Linked DNA regions of Mus musculus: all the other regions are linked to region 1. A link is a contact called in public ChIA-PET, Hi-C and HiChIP or PLAC-seq data. All regions are on one chromosome and are shown on one strand. The core of a region is the stretch at or near the end of the contact, and the rest is flanking DNA. Distances in the headings are between cores, read along the strand shown.

Region 1 (3,175 bases), core at 406-2,905:
GTGGGGCCATCTGTCAATCTTGACTGTATTCCTTCCTTCTTGCTCTGTACTGTTGCTTCCCTTTGAATGGAGTTTCCTTGCTACCTTTACGAACCTTTTAGCCTTTATTTAACTTCTTTGATTAAGAGGCCAAGAACTTGGAAACACTAGCCACAGACCCTTACCCACCTATAACAAAATGACTTCTATCTCTAGAAGCAGGCAATTATGGGAAGGCAGATGAAGGCAATTTAGTAAAGCTCACTTCTGTGGGTTCCTCTGGTACCTGCCCAGAAGGAGGGACTGAGGCTGTCTTCAGTGGTTAACTGCTGTCAGGACCAGTGGGAGGGAAGTAGAACATCTTTTGGTTGTAAATCAGTGCCCTACCCTTAGCCAGAAGGAGAATAGGCAGGGGTGTCTTCTTACCATCAGCTCTAACGAGCCTTATGCTAAAGAGGCATATATGGGATGACCAATCTGCCCTCTATATCACTACGGATACTGTGCTTTGATTTTTATCAAAGCTAGATTACTATGTTTTTATTTTAGCCTTAGAGACATACCAAAACATCCTTCAACAAAACAAAATACTTCCTGTAGCACAAGATGAGCCTTTAGAATAATATCAGTATCCAGCTATTAATATATACAGCTGTCACTGTGCATCTTTATTAATTTTTAAGCAAATGTCATAGTAAACAATAGAGGATATTAAATAACCATTAGAAATAGCTCAGGGTTTGCAGTTTTGCAGCCTCTCTCTATTGGTGTGATGCTCTGTATATGCTCTGCCCGGGGAGTGACACTATTAGAAGGTATGACCCTGTTGGAGTAGATGTGTCACTGTAGGTGTGGGCTTTAAGACCCTCATCCTAGCTGCCTAGAAGCCAGTATTCTGTTAGCAGCTTTCAGATGAAGATATAGAACTCTCAATTCCTCCTGCACCATGCATGCCATATTCCCACCTTGGTGATAATGGATTGAACCTCTGAAGCTGTAAGCAAGCCCCAATTAAATGTCCTCATAAGAGCTGTCTCCGTTATGGTGTCTGTTCACAGCAGAAAAACCCTAAGACAGTTGTGTTAACAGTTGAGTCTGGATTACTCTTTTCGCCCTTTCACTTTCTGTCCTGCCCTGAGAGTGAGTTGAGAGCCCTTCAGGAGGGTTAAGCATCGTGCTGTGTGCTCATCTGCTTCTAATGACTCGGGGTTTTCTGCCCACCAGTCCTTACTTCTGTTCCTGTCTGTAGGCTTACGTTCTGGCTTCAACTGCTCATGTTTGTGGTCAGCTCTGTGACTTTCAGTTTCAAGGTCTAGACATTCCTTTTCTGTCCCAACCACATGCATATTCTGGTTTCTAGCCCTTTCTACCCGTCTACAGCCCATGTTCCTCTACTCCATCCACAGGGGCTTAGGGGAACCTTTGGGTCTTCTTCTACCTGGATAGGGTATTCAGGACTTTCCCAGACAAACTGGCCCTGTGAATGAAAATTACGGTGATGTAATTAAGCACAATAAGAAAAAACTTCCTGGGCAGAGCTCTTAGAAAATCTCAAATTTCTTTTCACAAAGATATATGGAAGTTATGATTACTATGTTGCTTCTAACAGTACACAGGCTATTTGATCTCTCCTTGAATAAGGAAACAAAGTCAAAGATAAGATAATGTTGCCTTGAGAAAAGACATTTGCTCTCAGTGTTTTTTCTGGAGGTAGCCTTGAGAATGTGACTCAGGGCTGAGCCTACATTAATTTGGGGGGGGGGTAGCCAGTAAGTCTTGGATGGAAAACACTGATTCTTAAATAAAACTCTGATACATACTATTTATCTCTCCAGTCTCCAAATGGTCTGTTAGCCATGTCTTGATAATAAAGCCCCCCTTTTTTTAAAAGTGGGGGGAGGGAGGAGCCGATAGTTTCTCAGTTTGTAAATGTTCTCTCATGCAGGCTAAAAGCAAGTGTTGAATGATGATGGTCCATGCATTTAAGTATACTTCCCTTTGAAATGTAATATTTCAGTTAACGGGAAGCTTAACATAGAGGAAAAAAGCCTTCTGTTCAAAGCTTCAGACTAAGTAGACTTCACAGAGAGTATTTGGACATCAAAGGCGTTGGGAGTTGGGAAGTGATTCAGAGAGTCCCTGAACTGGGAGACAAAGAAGAGAGATCACTTGACTGTCTGCAGTCAGGCATTTGATTTATCTGGGTATGGTCAGGCAGGAAGTCCCTAGCAGAGCTTAGATGGCAGTTCCTGATTGGTTAAGTTTGAGGTCTGTTATACTGCTCGCATGAAACTTTTATTTTGTTTGCTCAGGTAAGGACACAAGGCACAAGAACCGCCCAGGCATAAGACCTGCTCACTGTTTTAACAATAAACAATGTTAGTGGAGGGGGAATATGGCAGGAATCGTTTCTGTCCTCCTGTCTTAATGGAAGGAAAATGGCAGGGAGGCATAAGTCGCTGTTTAGGCCTCTGAAAATGACTCGTTTTGTGTCCTTAAGCAAGTCATTTATGGAGTTTGTGTATTAAACAAGTAAGGCTTACTGATGGATAAGGAGGATGGTATTATCTGAATGACTGGAGGCCTTCTCAAAGGGACAGTGACACCAAATGACTAAGTCCAACCCTCTTGCATGCTGGTGAGCAGGGTATTAACCTATCAAAGCAGGTCATCCAACCCAGCCCTCTTGGTTGGTAGGTAGGAAACTTTCAGAACATAATTTTTACCAAGGTCATATGGCCAGGAGAAGCAGATCTTAGCCTAGAACTCAGGCTGTCTGATTATCACTGTCCAAAAATAGATAAGAGTTTTTATTTTGTCATTGAACATAAAGCACAACGTCCTCAGCAATGCTCCCAGCTCTTTGTCCTGGAGCGCAGAGAGAGGATTTAAGAAACCCTTACCAATTAGTCTAGCAAACGTTCGGGATATGAATTTGACTCAATGTTGTCATCCCGAGGAATGGGCTATTTCAGCAGCTCTATAACTGTTGACTCTAGACAGTCCAACATGAGTCAGGAGTTCCTCACCACAGAGACTGAGGAGTGAGGCAGAGGGATCACTAAGTCAGGAAAGCAGAGTTGAGGGCAGGGGCCGAGGCTGCTGACTCTGACAGAGCACAGAGGAGTTGTTGACAGAGCTCTACAGCACATGCCTGTTGGCTTGTTTCTCTGAACCTGACCATTCTTGTAGGAAA
Region 2 (3,175 bases), core at 489-2,988, 490 kb after region 1:
AATACTGAATGAACTAGGAATTTGAACAGAACTTCTGGACTAAAACTCTCATAGTCAACAAATCTTTCCCTCCTGAGCTGACTGACCTCAGTCTTCAGCTTTCTAGTCTACCAGACTAGAAATGGTGTCTGGACAATGTCTCCTCCATCACTGTTGACTTCTGGTGGCAGGGAAGTTCACCTTTCTGGGTACACTCTTCAGAGTCCTACATTTTTAAACCTCTAAAATTAGAATGTTGAAAACTAGTCAACTTTCCTTATTGATGATGTCATGAGATGATGCATAGAGATAGAAAAATTCCTTCTTGTGCAAATTGTCCTATATAGTCAAATACCTTCATGTTCCAACACATACAGAAAGGGGGGAGAGGAAGAGAGGGAGAAAGAAAAGGAAGAGAGAGGGGGGGAGAGAGAGAGAGAAAGAGAGAGAGAGGGAGAGAGAGAGAGAGAGAGAGAGAGAGAGAGAGAGAGAGAGAGATTCCCTACCCAAGTGCTTCTTTCTCAAGATGAAAACACTCTGGAAGCTTTTTCTGATGCTTTTATAACCAACCTAAAAGTAGCTCTGTCATATATCGATAAATTCAAGTCCTTAAAATTCAATCATAGCATTGACAGAGAATGCTCTAATTTCTATGTATTTAGAAAAGGAGAATAATAACAACAACATCATAAGTAAGCCTATCAAAAAGGATGACAACAAGTTGCTTTCATTAGCATCCTTAAAAGAGTTCGTTAGATGCTTAACTACCTTTGTTTTATATAATTAGTCTCACTAAAAAGAAATAAAACTGAGATTCTTCTCGGTGAGTTTAATACCATTAGTCCTTCTATCAGTAGAAGATGAAGATGAGTTACATACCTAATGCATGCATCTATCATTGTTCTACACTTCTTGTCTCTAGCAAGATCATCTAGTTTGGGAGATAGATGTGAGATAGATTTTTAACAAGGAAAGGAGCCCAAATGCTCCTGCAGGCATCATAGGAACAGCAGTAAAATCGATGGCTGGGAGTCAGCTCCCTCAGTCGCCATCTCTACATCGATTGGTCCAGTAACATAAATCACAACATGTCAGTCTTGCTTAGCCAAACCCACAACTATTAAATCCATGCGTGCCAAGGACCTTTTGTGCCAGCAGTGTTAAGTGGGTGAGAGGCAGAAGCATTTCCTGGGTTACTTATAAGTGATGTTGTTCATATTTTATCAGTTTTAAATTTTACTTTTGCTACTTGCATAGTGTTTGTAACGTTGAGGTTTTTTTGGGGGGGGAAGGGGCTAGGTTTTGCTTTAAGCTACTTTGCTTTCTCTTCTTGGCAAGTATGTGATCTTAATATTGATTCTCAAATAGTCTAAACTCTCCACTGGCAAATTTGTATATATCAGGAAGTTGGGCCATGTTCCATGTGTTGCCTTTGAAATATGAGCACAATCCAGTGACTTCACATTGCGTGAGCATGCCAACCAAATTGAGGCTGAGGGATTCAGCCACGACAGGCAGTCCTTTCATCCAGCCTGTTTCAAAACTGTCACAAATTATTGCTGTTAGATGTATTGCCAGAATTCTAGAGCAAGTTTTCATGGGTAAGAGGATTTGAGGAGTATCTGCTACCACCCTTCTACACAATTAGCTAACCAACATCTCTCCTCCCTGTGACAGTGACTTTATACCATGGCTTCTGCTTCATGCAGCAGAACAATCATTTTACTTTCTGAAGGCTGAAAGATAAACCGTGGGTGTCAGAGCAGTAAAGCTTAAGACGGAAATAAGTTAAACCACTTCAAAACTACTCTTAGAGTTTCAGGCTATATAGACAGTAACCCCGAAACTGAGAGAAACCTCAATTTTCTTACCTTCATCTTTGAAACCTCACATAGACAGGCAGCCTGAGTGTGAAGAATACCCATGCCTTTGTGGATAGAAAATGCATGTAACAGCCCACATCACCTTGGCTTTAAGTTACTGAATGGTTTCCCTCATTTTCCCTTGATTCCCGTGATCTCTGTACCTTCATTCCCCAGGTTTAGATCGTCCAAAGGGACTCAGATGTTCTCTTCATCAGAGCAGAATATAACCAATTCTCATATTAAAGGATGAAAGAATCAAGAACCCTGTCCATAGCCCCTTTAAGTAAATGAATTTCCAGTTGGTTTGGTGGGGCAAATGATCAGCTTTTCACATGATTTCTGCTGGAGCACCGTGATCAATGCGTTTCTTTGATGCCTGAAAGAAGCTTCACAAAATACACTGTTTAAGGAGCTGGAGCCCAGGCTGCAAACATGGTCTGCTTTGTTCTTCTGGCAACTGGTTTCTGTCTAAAACATTTCTCCACTGTAAGGATCTGTCTTTTCTCCACCAGCAACAGCCCTCAAGCTACAATAACAGGCTCGTGGTTTTTTTTTTTTTAGATACCAAAGTTATGAATACACTTTTATGGATATTTTCCTTTGAACTCACTTCTCTTGAAGCAGAAAAATAGCCATATATATAACACTCGTAGGCAAAACATACAAATTGTTCCGCTAAGGGTTGTAAAATGTTCCGAAATGCACATTTTAAAATTCCAAACCCAGGATAGTGTGTATGTAGCACTTCCGTGACAGCTGTGTTTCTCAAAAAGTAACGTTTCTGACTGGCATGGATGACACAAAACATATCCCTGCCCCAAGTGTCTCTCTTTATGACCTCATGATTGCTCCTCTTAGATTCACATAGACTCTTGGTGAAGTAAAACAGTTCAAAGCAAGGAAGCAAGCCTTCGCTGCGTTAAGCTGCTTAAGTGTTTGCTCTCCCGTATCCCATTTCAACATATCCTCCAACCCCCTCTAAAATAATTCCATGAATGCCAACTCAACAGATTATAGTAGATCTCCTATTAATTTCACTCTGCCTTAAAAGGAGCTTAATCACTTCAGTTTATAATTCTGCACACAGCAATGCCAGCTATCATTCAGATTCCTGGTGAGACTTATTTTCCTGCTGCCTGTTATTGCTTAAACCACGAACCATCAACGCAACGATTTATTTTCTGATGTTAAAAAAAAATGTTATCTTCCACAAACTCCTTTTAACTATTTTTCTGTCATATTTCTTTTTTAAAAAATTAATCTGGAAAACTCTGCTTCCTTTAATCCTGCTTTGTGGCTTAGATTTCCCAGTCCTGGAGCCACTAGAGTTG
Region 3 (3,175 bases), core at 358-2,857, 470 kb after region 1:
GCAGCACAACTACAAGTCAATTTCAGGTCTGCCTAAGCCTAAAGCACAGAACCAGGCCTGAACACCCTGCTGCTAGGCTAAAGAATGAACCAGGTATCAGCTAATAATATTTTTGTTCTGGCAAAAAAAAAGGGGGGGGGAGAGTGGTTGCCTAGCAACAAAGGTCAAAATTTCGAAACACATTTTCTGGTCTCTGTAAGGCCAGTCCCAGGGTTTGAAGACCTTTGTTGCTGTCATAAGACAAGTGACTTGAACACTCAGCTCACATGGGTCAACCTATTCTCTTTAGCCAAGGCTTCTAATTTGTCCAGTCAGTCCCAGTGCAAATGAAATGGGTGTCTACAGTTGGTATGCCCACGTGAATATCCCAGGAAGATCTTATAAACACAATTCTTAGAAACCCATGTCCAGGTGGTTAATAAAGAGCTTTGGTATTGTAGATTTATTTTTTTTTAACAAAGATGGGGAAATTGTTAAAGTCATACACTTCAAAGATAAGTGTGCTTGCGCCTGGAGATAGGGCTCAGCAGTTAAGATCATTGTATGGGCTTCCAGAGGTCCTGAGTTCAATTCCCAGCAACCACACAGGGGCTCACAGCTATCTATAATATGATCTGATGCTCTCTTCTGGTATGCAGGTGTACATACAGATAGAAAAATATATTTTTTCTTTTTTTAAAAGGTAAATGTCCGGATCTGAATTCTGCTTCAGCATAGCATGCGCTCATCAAATTTCTCATCGTTGTGACAAAACACCATAAAGAAACATCTTAAGGGAGAAAAAACATGTTGAACTCCAGTTGCCAGAGGTGTTGGTTCTCCGTGGCACAGCGAAGGCGTGGTAAAAGCTGAGTAGACACACCTTGGCAGTCCAGGAAAGCCAGCAGTAGCTTGGCTTGCTATTTCTTTCCTCTTCTTATTCCATCTGGGCCTTCAGACCGTGGGACAATGTCACCCACACTCAGGTTCATCATTCCCTCTCCACTAAGCCATCCTGAAAATGTCCTTACAGATACATTAAGACGTGTGCCTCGGTCTCCCCGGTGACTCTCAATCTAAACACATCAACAACAGCGATTAACCATCTCAATACTTGTACCATGTTAACAAGTTAACCTCTCCAAGACTCAGTTTCCTTATTTAGAAAGGAGGCTGTCTAAAATAGATATCTCTATAAGGTTATCAATTTTTAATTATAGGATGCTTCAAGAATACACTCATTAGGCAAAAGCGAATGTCTTTCCCCTCTCCTTGTGCGTGTGTGCGTGTGTGCGTGTGTGAGTGTGTGTGTGTGTGTGTGTGTGTGTGTGTGTGTATGATGCATGTGTACACATTCCTAGAGAGCCTTGCAGGCTGTGCTGACTGACTGTATTTCTCTCAGTAGCAGGTCAGCACCACATAGGCTGCTGGGTTGGATACAATCAGCAACACATAGAAAAGAAAAATAGCCAAGCCCTCGGGCACTCGGGGTTGTGACCCTTGGGAGAGACTTCAAATTTTATATTTGAACTCTATTGACTTACTAACAATGCATTCTCCCACAGCCCTTCAAAGATGATCCTGAAAATAAATGGATAAAGAGCTGCAAGAAGAAACATGAGGCAAAGTCGACACCTACTGGCAGCCTGAGGTTCATGCAGAAAGCAGTCATCCCGGAGTTCAGTTGCCCTAAACCCAGATGAACCCTGAATGCGAATTGTCACCCTTTTATGTGTGAAGTCTACTGTCAAGGAAACAGAGATCTGGACAAAGGTTTATATGCAAAACTTCATCAGGTATTGTTTATTTATGAAAGTAAAATATTAGAAATACTGAGGGAGATTAAAATAAATACACTCTGATTTATTCCTGCAATGGACTACCATGGAGCCATTAAAAACTGTTTTCAAATCATTTATTAACATACAATGTTCTTTAAAATAATTCAAGAAAGGATATTATATGTGCAAAGTATGGATAGGATAATGATTGACAGTAAAATTTATATGAATAGGAAAAGATTATATATATATTCTATGTATACACACATATACACATATATATACATATACATATGTATATATTCATATATATTCATTCATAGGAAGAAATCTAAGAAGGCCAAGAGCTCAGAGTCCGAGTGCTTGTCTGGCATGTACAAGGCCTGAGTCCAATGCATATCTCTGCAAAAGGAAAAGAAAAGAGGGAATGGAGGGAGAGAAATATTACTGTTTTCTTATTTCTATACCTCTATACTTTTCAAACTTACTGTAATAACTGCATTGCTTTAGAAAATATTAAAGAGCAATAAATAAGAACTTTTCAGCCGGGCGTGGTGGCGCATGCCTTTAATCCCAGCACTCGGGAGGCAGAGGCAGGCAGATTTCTGAGTTCGAGGCCAGCCTGGTCTACAAAGTGAGTTCCAGGACAGCCAGGGGTATACAGAGAAACCCTGTCTCGAAAAACCAAAAAAACAAAAAAACAAAAACAAAAAAACAAAAAAACAAAAAAAAACCAACAAAACAAAACTTTGTGAAGCAATCATTTCAATGACTTTAAAAAAAAAAAAGAATAGTAGCTATAAAAAACGAAGGAGCGGTGGTGTTAAAGATCCGAGGTGGACTACTGGAGCTCCGCCTCGGGAGCTGCCTCAGAGGGGCCAAACAAAAGCGGAGTCTGGTCCTCATGGCCGTGCTAACTGCATCTTGACTTCCTAATTTAGCAGACAAAGTTAGAAAGTAAGGGCAGCAGGAGCAGACACGCAAGGCAGCATCAGTATTGCTCCTAGGAAGCCCGCCCAGAGGATGTTCTCAGATGCTAGTGGCAGCCTATTGGTATCACCTGTGTGGAGGGTTTTCTTCTGTCCTTGGCTGTGCGTAAAAAGTCTGCTCACCAGAGTAGATTAATCCAACTCTGTCTCTTCGGTGAATGTCTGACTCATTTCTCCCCCGGAGTATTTCAAGGTCCTGGCTCTTACACACACCAGCAAGTCACTACACTCCTCTGATCTTTACCAGTCTCATTGTTAAACGTGACAAGAGCCTCGCAGCTGACTGTGGATGCCACCTTTATATAAAATACCGTCCCTTGAAAGTAACCCCAACCAAAATGCTAACCAAAACTACAATTAGATTCTAGACCACCCCTGTCAGAATGGTTATCACTAAAATAGCAACCGAAAGCTGACAAGCATGGT
Region 4 (3,175 bases), core at 262-2,761, 450 kb after region 1:
AAAAGAAAGAGGTTGGCAGAGTGTTATAGCCATCTTAACTCCTTCTAAATATCAGTTAAAAGTTATTTTTGTAGCTATATAGATAGCACAGCCCATAAAAAACAAGTTAGCAAGGCATACAATACCTTTTTAATCTACCCCAGCCCCTTCCAATCCAGCTTTACCTCCTTCTAAATCTTCCACCACCCACCGCTGTCCATCATCATCAACAACAACAACCCACATAACTCACCTCAAAAGGATTAAGAGGGATGATATTCTGAAGCCAAATATGAGTGACTGTGATCAGAGAAGTGGGCTAGACTAATTTCCATGTTCCAATGGGAAACAGTTCCATTAAGATTCTATAATAAATAGAATAAAGAAAGTCATGGATCAAACATCTTAAAACGCATTGGTGGAAACATTGGGTAGGTAAGTTAAAAACAAAACTCAAGATCTCTGCTATCAGCTTCTAATGACACTTTTAGCCTTTTGGATAGTGGGTCTAGCTATCTGTTCACATATTCCAAAGGATTTATCATGTGGTCTCAGAGGCTTTAGCTCTCATACAGAGGTCAATAAATGAGTTTGAAGAGCTCTGAAGATGGCCCAAGATCTGACTTTGGACTTGTAACATTCCGAACTCTCTATAATCTTTGGAAGTTTTAACCAATTAATTGGCCTTCATTGGAAGGTGCAGCTTCCTTTCAAAATAATAGTTACTTCCATTCATACTATCAACTCAAGTACCAGAAGCATGGGAGTGAGCGATGTGCCATCCATGTCTATGTATGCCAACACATTTCTGCATCACCTGTGAAGCCAGTTGCTTCATTTCTACCCTTTGTTCTGTCTTCAGCCCAGCATGAATAACACCTTTTTTGTATCTCCTAGGTTCCCATAGACAGTACTAGTAACCTACTCTGCTTTCCCTACTTGAAAGTAGACTCTGCAAGAAGGAAGCCAGTGTCTGATCCCTCTTCTCCCAGGAGTCTAGCAGCTACACTTGAAGACTGGGTAACATTTTCATAAGCTTTAATCTAAAGATTAGCCAGGTCTTACGGATACACTCTCAGCAGCTTTGTGATCTAATCTCTCATCCGTATTGATAGTTATCAAGGACTTGACTAATTCACTATCCTGTGATGCAATGAAGATAGGGGAAATTCAACAATATTAACTTCTTAATTCAGGTCACTGAATTAAAAGTTTAAGATGTCTGCAAGACAGAAGTACCCTATCAGACTTACATACCTGTCTCATTCATTTTTACATGTGTAACCTTCAAATCAATTATATAAACTGAAAAACATACAAATCTAAATGGAATTTTACTGGTTTTTAAAAAAACACTATTAAAGTAAATGAATGGATCTTTGTTTCCTCAGAAACTAGGTCAGTTGGCCACTAACACATAGAAAGTGGAAAAAAAGAGGCAGAAGTCAAAACTGGCTCAGACCACTCCTGAGTCACTTGCCTCTGGCAATGCTCTGTACATGTGTGCCAAAGTGCCACTGTCCTCATGAGGAGGAAGCAGCTGTACCTTCTCCTGCCAGATGGCCAGGGCAAAGTCCAAACTAAGAAAGCATCCATGACTTAGGGCACGCATCCCGGTGCCCTGACTGGAGTCTAGAGGACATTCATGAGAAAGGACACCTGGTAGGTAATAATTGCCAGCTGGAATCTTTTATTTCTCTTTTAATATTGACCTAGTACCAGTGTGCCTGGTCCCAAACCCACAGTAGGATATTGTGCCCTCCTGCTTGACAGCAAATGCATTCAAACCACACCTACACTTTAAAAAGTGAAATAAAAGGTTTTTCTTAAATTTATACTCCCATCAAGTTGTTTTTACTTTCCTTTACTACCAGATTTTAAAACTTTTTTTGCTCTGTCTCTGAATAAATTAAAGCTAAGGTTCACTTAAGTCATTATCCCAGGGATGGCATTTACAAAAGTTAACAACTGAAATATCATTAACCCAGATGGAATATGCACGGCCCGGAGTGGCAGCATCCAGGCAGAGGCAGTGAGGCTGTGCACGGGGCTCCAGTGAACATCGGTCCCTCGCCAGCTCTCCAGGGTTGATCAGTGAGGCATCCAGTCTAAGCCCAGGACATGAGTCAGAGCTTCCTGTTTCCCTGTTGCCTTACAGTTCTTGCCCCAAGTCTTCAACCCCTTGTTCTGGCTTAGAAAACCTAAGACAAGTCATCCTTACCCCCATGCTCCTGGCTTCCGCTGAAATCCAGGCTCCACCTCTCCCCTAAGAAATCTCAGACCACTCAACTACAGGGAGCTGTTGAAGCATATGTTCTAAAAAGATACATTGAAGACCTGACCCATGGACTTCCAAATGTAGCTCTGTCAGTAGGACAGTCGCATGTAACATAATGATGAGGCTATACTGTAATAGAAATAATTCTAATAGAAATGGTTCCTTCTAAGAAAAGAGAAACTGGGGTACACACATAATATGGTTCCAGAACAGAAGCAGGGACTAGTGCACAGCTCTAAGACCCAGAAAGCATGGGCTGCCAGAGCAGCGAGAGGAAAGAGAAGGCCTCCAACTCTTTAGCATTCAGAGGAAACAAGGCTCTGCCCAACCTTATAGTTGAGACTTTCAGCCTCCAGGCCTGCAAATGAACAGAATTCATTTGGATATCTCAGTTAATTTGCAAAACCCTTTACAATTGAATAAGAAAAGCAAGGCCTCTCTTCTTTCTTTCACAACTAGCTTCCTCCAGCTTCTAATGGTCCTTTGTTTTGCCCTCACAGAATCTCAGACTCTCAACCTAAAACACACCTCTTTTGTATTTTGAGATGCAAGTTAGACCTTGGGATGGGTGTAATGAGAAACATTCCCAAGGCATTTGAACACATGGTCCCCAGTTGGTGGTACTCTTCAGGGAGGCAGAGCCTTACTGAAGGAAGTCCAGGCATGTCACTAGACATGGCTTGGGGAGCTTACAGCCTCACCCCGTCTTCCTGTTCACTCTGTCTTCTACATGTGGGTGAAAATGTTGAAGCTAATTTCCCTGGTCCATCTGCCTGCTGCCATGCCTCCACTGACCTGATTGGTCCCCTTCCTGAATCATATGTAAAAAAAAAAAAAAAAAAAAAAAACTCTTCCTCCCATAATTCACTTTTGACTATGTTTCATCACAGCAACAAAAAGTAACTGGTACAGAGCTAA
Region 5 (3,175 bases), core at 438-2,937, 410 kb after region 1:
AGAAGACACTGGCCAGTGAGTCTTTCTGAGTTTGATGCTAGTCTGATCTACGTAGTCAGTTTCAGACCAGTCTGTTACGTGTTGAAACTCTATAAAAATAAGAAGAAAAAAAGAAATATACCTTAAACAGACTAAGATGGAGAGAGAGAGAGATAGATTGAAATATATAGACATATAGATATGATACATGATAAGTAGATGGGTAGATAGATTTAGATCTTCCCAAGTCCACCCAGCTAAAGACTCTAAAAGTTTAGCAAACAGTCTTGCATTGCATGATGGGAGTTGGGCTGAGTAGAGAGACTTCAGCACGTTCTTTGGTCTATTTCCAGTAAAAATAGGAAGCAATGAACTTGCTCCAGTTCCAGTTTCCAGCGCTTTCAGAGCGTGTAGATAGTGGTGATCTGTCTGTGAGGCCTCTCTGTGTATCACTTCTCAGAAGCCAGCCAGCATACCAGACCACCTGCCAGGATATGGTTAGCACATTTATATTGGCTGGTTTGTCAGCCAGGTACTATGGCTTATTCTAAGTCCAAGCTTCCAAACCATAGGAACATATAAACCACAGTCCTGGCGAAGACGGCAATAAGAGACTCTTCTTGATGTGCCGCGCTAGTGGCTCTGCACAGAGCGGTCGCTGGCAGTTCAGAGCAGAGTAATCCCTTCTGACCAGATATGTCTCTCCTCCAGCTGTTTTGGGTTTACCTTCTGTAGACAAGAAGAGAGTGGGTTCAAAAGTGCAGGTAGGTTATTTTAATATTTGTTAAAAAAGAAAAGAAAAACACTTGAGCCAAGGAAAAGACATATCAAAGTAACTCTAATAATCAAATTCTCTTCTTGAAAATTCTTAATTTCTCAACACTGAGTTGAAATAGCTTTTTTTTTCCTAGTTCATCAGTCATCAGATTGTATGTGACTAGGAAGAGTAACAGAAAAATATTGTTTTACTTTGCCTAAAAATAGAATTTTATAAGGTCTAGTATATGATATAGTGTTAGGTAGTAGATGTAAATTTTTTCTACAAACTGCTTTTTTTCAATGAGGCAATGTATATGAGAAAAAAAATGTATTGCCAGGCTTGATCCAGCAATAACAAGGTGGAGGCAGGAGGATCAATAGTTCTACTTCATTCTCAGCTACATAGAATATCCAAGGTCAGCCTGGGGTACAGGAGAACGTGTAGAATGATAAAGAGGGAGAAGAGAGAGAAAGGGAAGAGACAAAGAGGGGAGGGAAGGAAAGGAATTATTTCCAAACATGGGCTTCAACACTACATAGGACATAATTCAGGAAAGAAAGGAAATAAATTATGTTACATGTACAACATCCTGCCTTGTGCCTGGATACTAAATAAGGTACAAGGAAGTGAAATCCAAGCAGATCACATGATCTCTGGGAATTGAAGAGACAATGTACTATTTAGAGGAACTGAGGCAACTTCAACATTCAAGGCAAAGCACCAGAAAGAGAAGAGAAATTTATATTGGAAACAAACTCCAGAAATCCACATAGGGGTTCCCTGGAGTCGTTGGCAGAATTTCCACTTCTGCATCTGTGTGGTTAAGGAGCTGCGAACCAGGCAGAAAAGAGCTGTACATGAAAAAAAATGACCAAGATGCTGTGGGCTGAATAATTTCTGTGAGGCATGCAGATTCTAACCAGCAATGCTAAAGACACTGTACTGAACAAGCAGAGCATTCAGAAGGCACCCCAGAAGTATTAGGGCTAAGCTATGCCACAATGAGGCTACTGTGGCCCGCATCAAAACCAAGCCTCAAGGAAAACAAGTCAATCTACACATGACTTCACTGTTTGACAAAATTCAACTAGAAGAAAATTCCAAAAATTGACTTAACAATGGGATACTCCTTTGCTGTGTGTATCTTATCCAAAAAGAAAGTAATCAATTAAAGAAATCGGATAGTAAAAGAGGACCTAGAGCCAAGGGAAAGCCGGTCAACAGAAATATACACATAAACTATGAAGATGATGGTTCACAAGTACTTTGACAGTCATATTACACAAATCCAAGGACTTAAAGAAAACACAATCAGTAGAAATGGAGACATTGGAGACATCAAACAGACATAGCAACAACACGTAAGAGAACTTGAGTCTTTTCAAATTTTAATGAAAATGGAAAAAACTTACAGATCTAAAAACAACACTCACATGAAGTATAAGTATAAAGAAAATATTAGGGCACATCATAGGAAAATTGCTCAGATCTAGAAATGGAATGATTCGGGAGGGGCATGTACAATACAGAAGGACAAAGTAAAGAGTGACATCACAGCAGAGACACAGTGACATCCCAGCAGCGACACAGTGACATCACAGCAGAGACACAGTGACATCACAGCAGAGACACAGTGACATCACAGCAGAGACACAGTGACATCACAGCAGAGGCACAGTGACATCACAGCAGAGACACAGTGACATCACAGCAGAGACACAGTGGCATCACAGCAGAGACTCAGTGACATCACAGCAGAGACACAGTGACATCACAGCAGAGACACAGTGACATCACAGCAGAGACACAGTGGCATCACAGCAGAGACTCAGTGACATCACAGCAGAGACACAGTGACATCACAGCAGAGACACAGTGACATCACAGCAGAGACACAGTGGCATCACAGCAGAGACTCAGTGACATCACAGCAGAGACACAGTGACATCACAGCAGAGACACAGTGGCATCACAGCAGAGACTCAGTGACACTGACACAACAGCAGACACAGGTGACATCCTAAAGTGCTACAGGAAAGGAAAGAAAACATGAACATCCATATGCACCAAAACTTTTTAAAAATAGAAGCAGGGAGCATGGGGGAGGGAATAGGGAGTTTAACTAGGAAGGGGAATAACATTTGAAATGTAAATAAATAAAATAGGCAAGAAAAATAAAACAACTAAAAAAAATAAAATCTAAATAAAAAATTTTTAGACAAACAAAAGTTGAGAGAATCTACAATGATCAACCTTTACTGCAACAAAGGGAAGTTTTTCAGCCCTAAAGATCTACAATCTCATAGATCATCAGATCTACAGAAGTAATAAGGAAGTCCAAGAATGGTAAGGATGTGAACCTGTACAGAGGAGATTTCTTTAAAACATAGGCGTGGTGGCTGCAGAGATGGCTCAGCCGTTTAAGAGTGCATGTGG
Region 6 (3,175 bases), core at 484-2,983, 290 kb after region 1:
ACACACCTCCCTGGAGACTCATGCTGCACAGCTCAGGACACCTAGGCCTTTGCTAAACCCTGGCTCCACTTGGTAAGGGCTCCCTCCGTGCAGAGATTCTCTGATGGGAATCTCAGCTGTCGTGAACCTTGGGCTCAGACCCCTTACATCCACTGGCTTTGAGATCTGCCTCAGTGACCATGCGTCCAGGGCTCCTCTTTGTGCCAGTCGAACACTCGGAGATTTAAGATTGTGCAGCACTGCTTCCACTCACTGCTGCTTCATTTGCTATCATTTCTGACTGGACACCAGGTCCTTGAGCTTGAGTGTCACTGCTCCCATCTCTGACCCAGCAGCCTAGATGGCTCCTGTGCACAGAGCGGCACAATCAGTAGGCAGCCAGGAAGGACACGGGGAACCGGGCCTGCTCTCTTAGCCTCAGCTTGTTCTGAAGCACGAGCTGAGCTCTGCTCTCCCTTCAGCCATAATCCAACTGTGGACCTCCTTTGGGAGCCAAACCAGCAAGTTATGTCTTTCTTTGAACTGGTACCATTATTAGCCATCCATCTACTTGGTGGCAAAAGGACAGTTTCTAGAAAGGGCAAAAAATTGATAATAATGATACCTCCTGACCCAGGAGCAACAACTGAGCACAAGGCTGTGACTGCATAGCTGACAAAGTCCTCATAAGGAGAAGGGGTTATTTTTGGCTCACAGTTTGAGGGTATGATTCATAGTGGGTGGTCATGTCATCAAGAGTGTCAAGGAATCTGGTCACACCAGTTTCCAAAGTCAGAAAACAGAGAGAGGTGAATGTTGCTGCTCAGAACGCTCTCTTCATTCAGTCCAAGTCTGTGAGAAGGTGCCACACATTTAGGGGAGGTCTTTCTACTTTAATTAATCCCAAAATAGAAGCTCCAGCACTGATATACCTATCTCTATCTATTTACTATCTATATCTATCTACTATCTATCTATCATCTATCATGTGCCCATCAATCTATATATCTATCTATCATATGTGTGTGTGTGATCTATCAATTATCAACCTATCATCTGTCTGTCAGTCTATCTTCTACCATCTACCTCTTTTTCTCTCTAGCTAGCTATTATATATCATATACATGTCAATCTATAATCTCTATGTATGTATGTATGTATGTATGTATGTATGTATGTATGTATGTATTTATCATCTATCAATCATCTATCATCTGTCTATCTATCTATTATCTATCATATACATATTAATATAATCTATATGTATGTATCATCCATCTATCAATATATCACCTACCTGTTTGTTTGTCTATCTGTATGTCTAACCATCCACATATATAGTCAAATGATTAATCCAGTAAAGCAAAGATTTATTCCACAGGGAAGTCTGAAAAATGACATCCATAGCTGCTACATCCACAACTCACACCTTAACAAAAATTAAGACAGGCAAGAAATGACAGAGTCCATCTCAGATATCTTCAATAGTTTTCTCTTAAACCACATAAAAATCACAAGAGCCACCCATCTTATCTGTGGTACTAGAGACATTTCTTGTATCTCACAACATGGTAAGGCTCCATACAAAAGTGAACCTGACCCAGTTCAGGTTTTTCCAGCTGCCACTTGTGGCCTCAAACCCATGGAGAACAGTTGATAATGTGCTGACTCAACTTGTCAGAGCTGGAAGCCCCTTGGCAGATGCAAGCACTGTATCACCTCTCAGATCTGGGCAGAAGGGGAAGTTGATTCACTAACACTTTCTGCCTTCTGTGGTGTCACTTCTCAGTGCTGAAGGGCACAGGCTTTTCTGTGACTCAGAGACATACATCCTTTCCAAGGTGAAGATTGCATTTTTAGAATGGAACAAAGTCTCCTCTTGTCTTGGAGTTTCCACTGCTATGAAGAGACACCATGACCAAGGCAACTCTCACAAAGGACAACATTTAACTCTTCTTGGCAGGAAGCATGGCAGTGTCTAGCCAAGCATGGCCCTGGAGGAGCTGAGAGCTCTACATCTTGTTTTGAAGGCAAACAAGAGAGAAGACTGTCTGTCTCCCAGGCAGCTAGGAGGAGGGCCTCAAAGCCCACCCCCACAGTGACACATTTCCTCCAACAAGGCCACACCTACTTGAAAAAAGCCAGACCTTCTAACAGTGCCACTCCCTGGGCCAAGTATATCCAAGCCACCACACCTCTGGTTTTACAATTTAAGTATGAGGATTGGTTATACAAAACCGTGGGTCCAAAAGACCAAAGCAGGGGACAAGGACAGGGCTGCCAGTTGAGTATAACCCAAAAGTAGTTTCTAAATACATCTGGTAGATAAATTCAACTTGGCAAAAAGCTTTTGAAAATCATTAGGCCACCCTTTTGAATAAGGCAAGAGGCCAACTTTAGAAGAGGTAGTGAAAAAGAAGATGATGAAGATTAGGAAGTGGTTTTGTTGTAGAACAATCTTGCAAACTAGATGTCCCATAAGCTCTCTAAGCTTAGCTTCCTGCAGAGATGTATATGGACTTTCAAACCTTGGTTTTTTTGACTGCCCAACACAATGTAACTAAAAATGTAACTTTCACACAAGAATGACCAAATGCCTCAAAGAAGCAACCTAAGGGAGGAGGGAGTTCTTCTGGCTCACAGTTTCAGGGACTCTCAGTCCATCCTGGTGGGCCAGGCATGGCAACAGAGGAGCTTTCTCCATGGCGGTGGGAACCTGCAACATTCACATCCTGACAGATCAGTAGGAAGAGAACTCTACCAGGCCCTACAATCTTCCAAAACAATGTCATAAGGTAGGAACTAGGTGTTCAGATGTATGGTCCCATGACAGACATTTGAGATCCAAATTATAAAGGTGACTTCTGTTTGCTTGTGAATGAGAAGGTTGGGTGTGTTTTCTCCAAATCTATTCTACATCCTCTGGACAGAGAGATTACTCTGGGGTGGGGGAGATGAATCTGATTCATAGCACTACCATGCTTCCTTCTCTTCATTGGTTTCATCTTACTACCAGGAAGAAGATGCCCTCATGAACATGATGTGAAGAGATCTCTGAGCACTGAACAGCTCCAAGCTGCCATATCCATTGTCTCCCCCCCCGCCCCCGTTTCTCTACTGATACAAGTCCTTGTAACAACTGGACAAAGCCTGCAGCTCATCTGCTTCTTTCTCTCTCTTCTGAACTACAGATGCC

Evidence for each region. Hi-C and Micro-C count contacts between places; a contact is called where the count stands out from the background. ChIA-PET counts read pairs in DNA pulled down with a chosen protein or histone mark. HiChIP or PLAC-seq counts read pairs in DNA pulled down with a chosen protein or histone mark.
Region 2: an RNA polymerase II ChIA-PET map of memory CD8 T cells shows a contact between it and region 1, with 13 read pairs. The contact joins two enhancer-like sites. A contact is called at or near these places in 2 of 39 promoter capture datasets (the 3T3-L1 cell line and liver), 2 of 15 datasets of contacts at CTCF or cohesin (both in the NIH/3T3 cell line), 81 of 484 Hi-C or Micro-C datasets (the 3T3-L1 cell line, 3T3-L1-derived adipocytes, the 4T1 cell line and 49 more), 7 of 115 datasets of contacts at active chromatin or transcription factors (T-cell acute lymphoblastic leukemia, Th17 cells, bone marrow-derived macrophages and 4 more) and 5 of 9 other capture datasets (adipose tissue, bone marrow-derived macrophages, liver and 2 more).
Region 3: a Hi-C map of bone marrow-derived macrophages shows a contact between it and region 1, with 6 times the contacts expected there. The contact joins two enhancer-like sites. A contact is called at or near these places in 3 of 39 promoter capture datasets (the 3T3-L1 cell line, embryonic stem cells and liver), 10 of 15 datasets of contacts at CTCF or cohesin (CD8 T cells, the NIH/3T3 cell line, embryonic stem cells and 4 more), 256 of 484 Hi-C or Micro-C datasets (the 63-12 cell line, the AML12 cell line, the AtT-20 cell line and 127 more), 32 of 115 datasets of contacts at active chromatin or transcription factors (PVALB interneurons, Th17 cells, a beta-TC-6 cell line and 20 more) and 6 of 9 other capture datasets (adipose tissue, bone marrow-derived macrophages, embryonic tail and 3 more).
Region 4: a Hi-C map of bone marrow-derived macrophages shows a contact between it and region 1, with 25 read pairs. The contact joins two enhancer-like sites. A contact is called at or near these places in 1 of 39 promoter capture datasets (the 3T3-L1 cell line), 3 of 15 datasets of contacts at CTCF or cohesin (the NIH/3T3 cell line and embryonic stem cells), 16 of 484 Hi-C or Micro-C datasets (the C2C12 cell line, the HL-1 cell line, Sertoli cells and 10 more), 6 of 115 datasets of contacts at active chromatin or transcription factors (bone marrow-derived macrophages, embryonic stem cells, fibro-adipogenic progenitors and 2 more) and 1 of 9 other capture datasets (embryonic stem cells).
Region 5: a contact with region 1 is called in an H3K4me3 HiChIP or PLAC-seq map of bone marrow-derived macrophages, with 8 times the contacts expected there. The contact joins two enhancer-like sites. A contact is called at or near these places in 1 of 39 promoter capture datasets (the 3T3-L1 cell line), 2 of 15 datasets of contacts at CTCF or cohesin (both in the NIH/3T3 cell line), 1 of 484 Hi-C or Micro-C datasets (bone marrow-derived macrophages) and 5 of 115 datasets of contacts at active chromatin or transcription factors (bone marrow-derived macrophages, embryonic fibroblasts, embryonic stem cells and 2 more).
Region 6: a contact with region 1 is called in a Hi-C map of bone marrow-derived macrophages, with 20 read pairs. The contact joins two enhancer-like sites. A contact is called at or near these places in 1 of 39 promoter capture datasets (the 3T3-L1 cell line), 1 of 15 datasets of contacts at CTCF or cohesin (pro-B cells), 11 of 484 Hi-C or Micro-C datasets (the BV-2 cell line, the HPC-7 cell line, Th1 cells and 7 more) and 3 of 115 datasets of contacts at active chromatin or transcription factors (bone marrow-derived macrophages, effector CD8 T cells and pancreatic cancer cells).

What each region holds. Positions count from the first base shown.
Region 1 is chr17:79,582,656-79,585,830 of GRCm38.p6, reverse strand. It overlaps a transcript of Rmdn2 not described here. Among named protein-coding and RNA genes, the nearest start is that of Rmdn2, 31 kb to the left of the region's middle. Within about 2 kb of position 1,655, at least 48 of the 459 cell types and tissues checked have an H3K27ac peak or open chromatin away from gene starts, as enhancers often do. A contact at or near this core is called in the C2C12 cell line, CD8 T cells, Th1 cells and 3 more, where this site is marked.
Region 2 is chr17:79,092,049-79,095,223 of GRCm38.p6, reverse strand. No RefSeq gene overlaps it. Among named protein-coding and RNA genes, the nearest start is that of Qpct, 42 kb to the right of the region's middle. Within about 2 kb of position 1,738, at least 29 of the 459 cell types and tissues checked have an H3K27ac peak or open chromatin away from gene starts, as enhancers often do. A contact at or near this core is called in the C2C12 cell line, CD8 T cells and memory CD8 T cells, where this site is marked.
Region 3 is chr17:79,109,468-79,112,642 of GRCm38.p6, reverse strand. No RefSeq gene overlaps it. Among named protein-coding and RNA genes, the nearest start is that of Qpct, 59 kb to the right of the region's middle. Within about 2 kb of position 1,607, at least 5 of the 459 cell types and tissues checked have an H3K27ac peak or open chromatin away from gene starts, as enhancers often do. A contact at or near this core is called in bone marrow-derived macrophages, where this site is marked.
Region 4 is chr17:79,134,922-79,138,096 of GRCm38.p6, reverse strand. No RefSeq gene overlaps it. Among named protein-coding and RNA genes, the nearest start is that of Qpct, 85 kb to the right of the region's middle. Within about 2 kb of position 1,511, at least 38 of the 459 cell types and tissues checked have an H3K27ac peak or open chromatin away from gene starts, as enhancers often do. A contact at or near this core is called in bone marrow-derived macrophages, where this site is marked.
Region 5 is chr17:79,173,808-79,176,982 of GRCm38.p6, reverse strand. No RefSeq gene overlaps it. Among named protein-coding and RNA genes, the nearest start is that of Qpct, 120 kb to the right of the region's middle. Within about 2 kb of position 1,687, at least 19 of the 459 cell types and tissues checked have an H3K27ac peak or open chromatin away from gene starts, as enhancers often do. A contact at or near this core is called in bone marrow-derived macrophages and microglia, where this site is marked.
Region 6 is chr17:79,297,684-79,300,858 of GRCm38.p6, reverse strand. No RefSeq gene overlaps it. Among named protein-coding and RNA genes, the nearest start is that of Gm17315, 55 kb to the left of the region's middle. Within about 2 kb of position 1,733, at least 47 of the 459 cell types and tissues checked have an H3K27ac peak or open chromatin away from gene starts, as enhancers often do. A contact at or near this core is called in Th1 cells and bone marrow-derived macrophages, where this site is marked.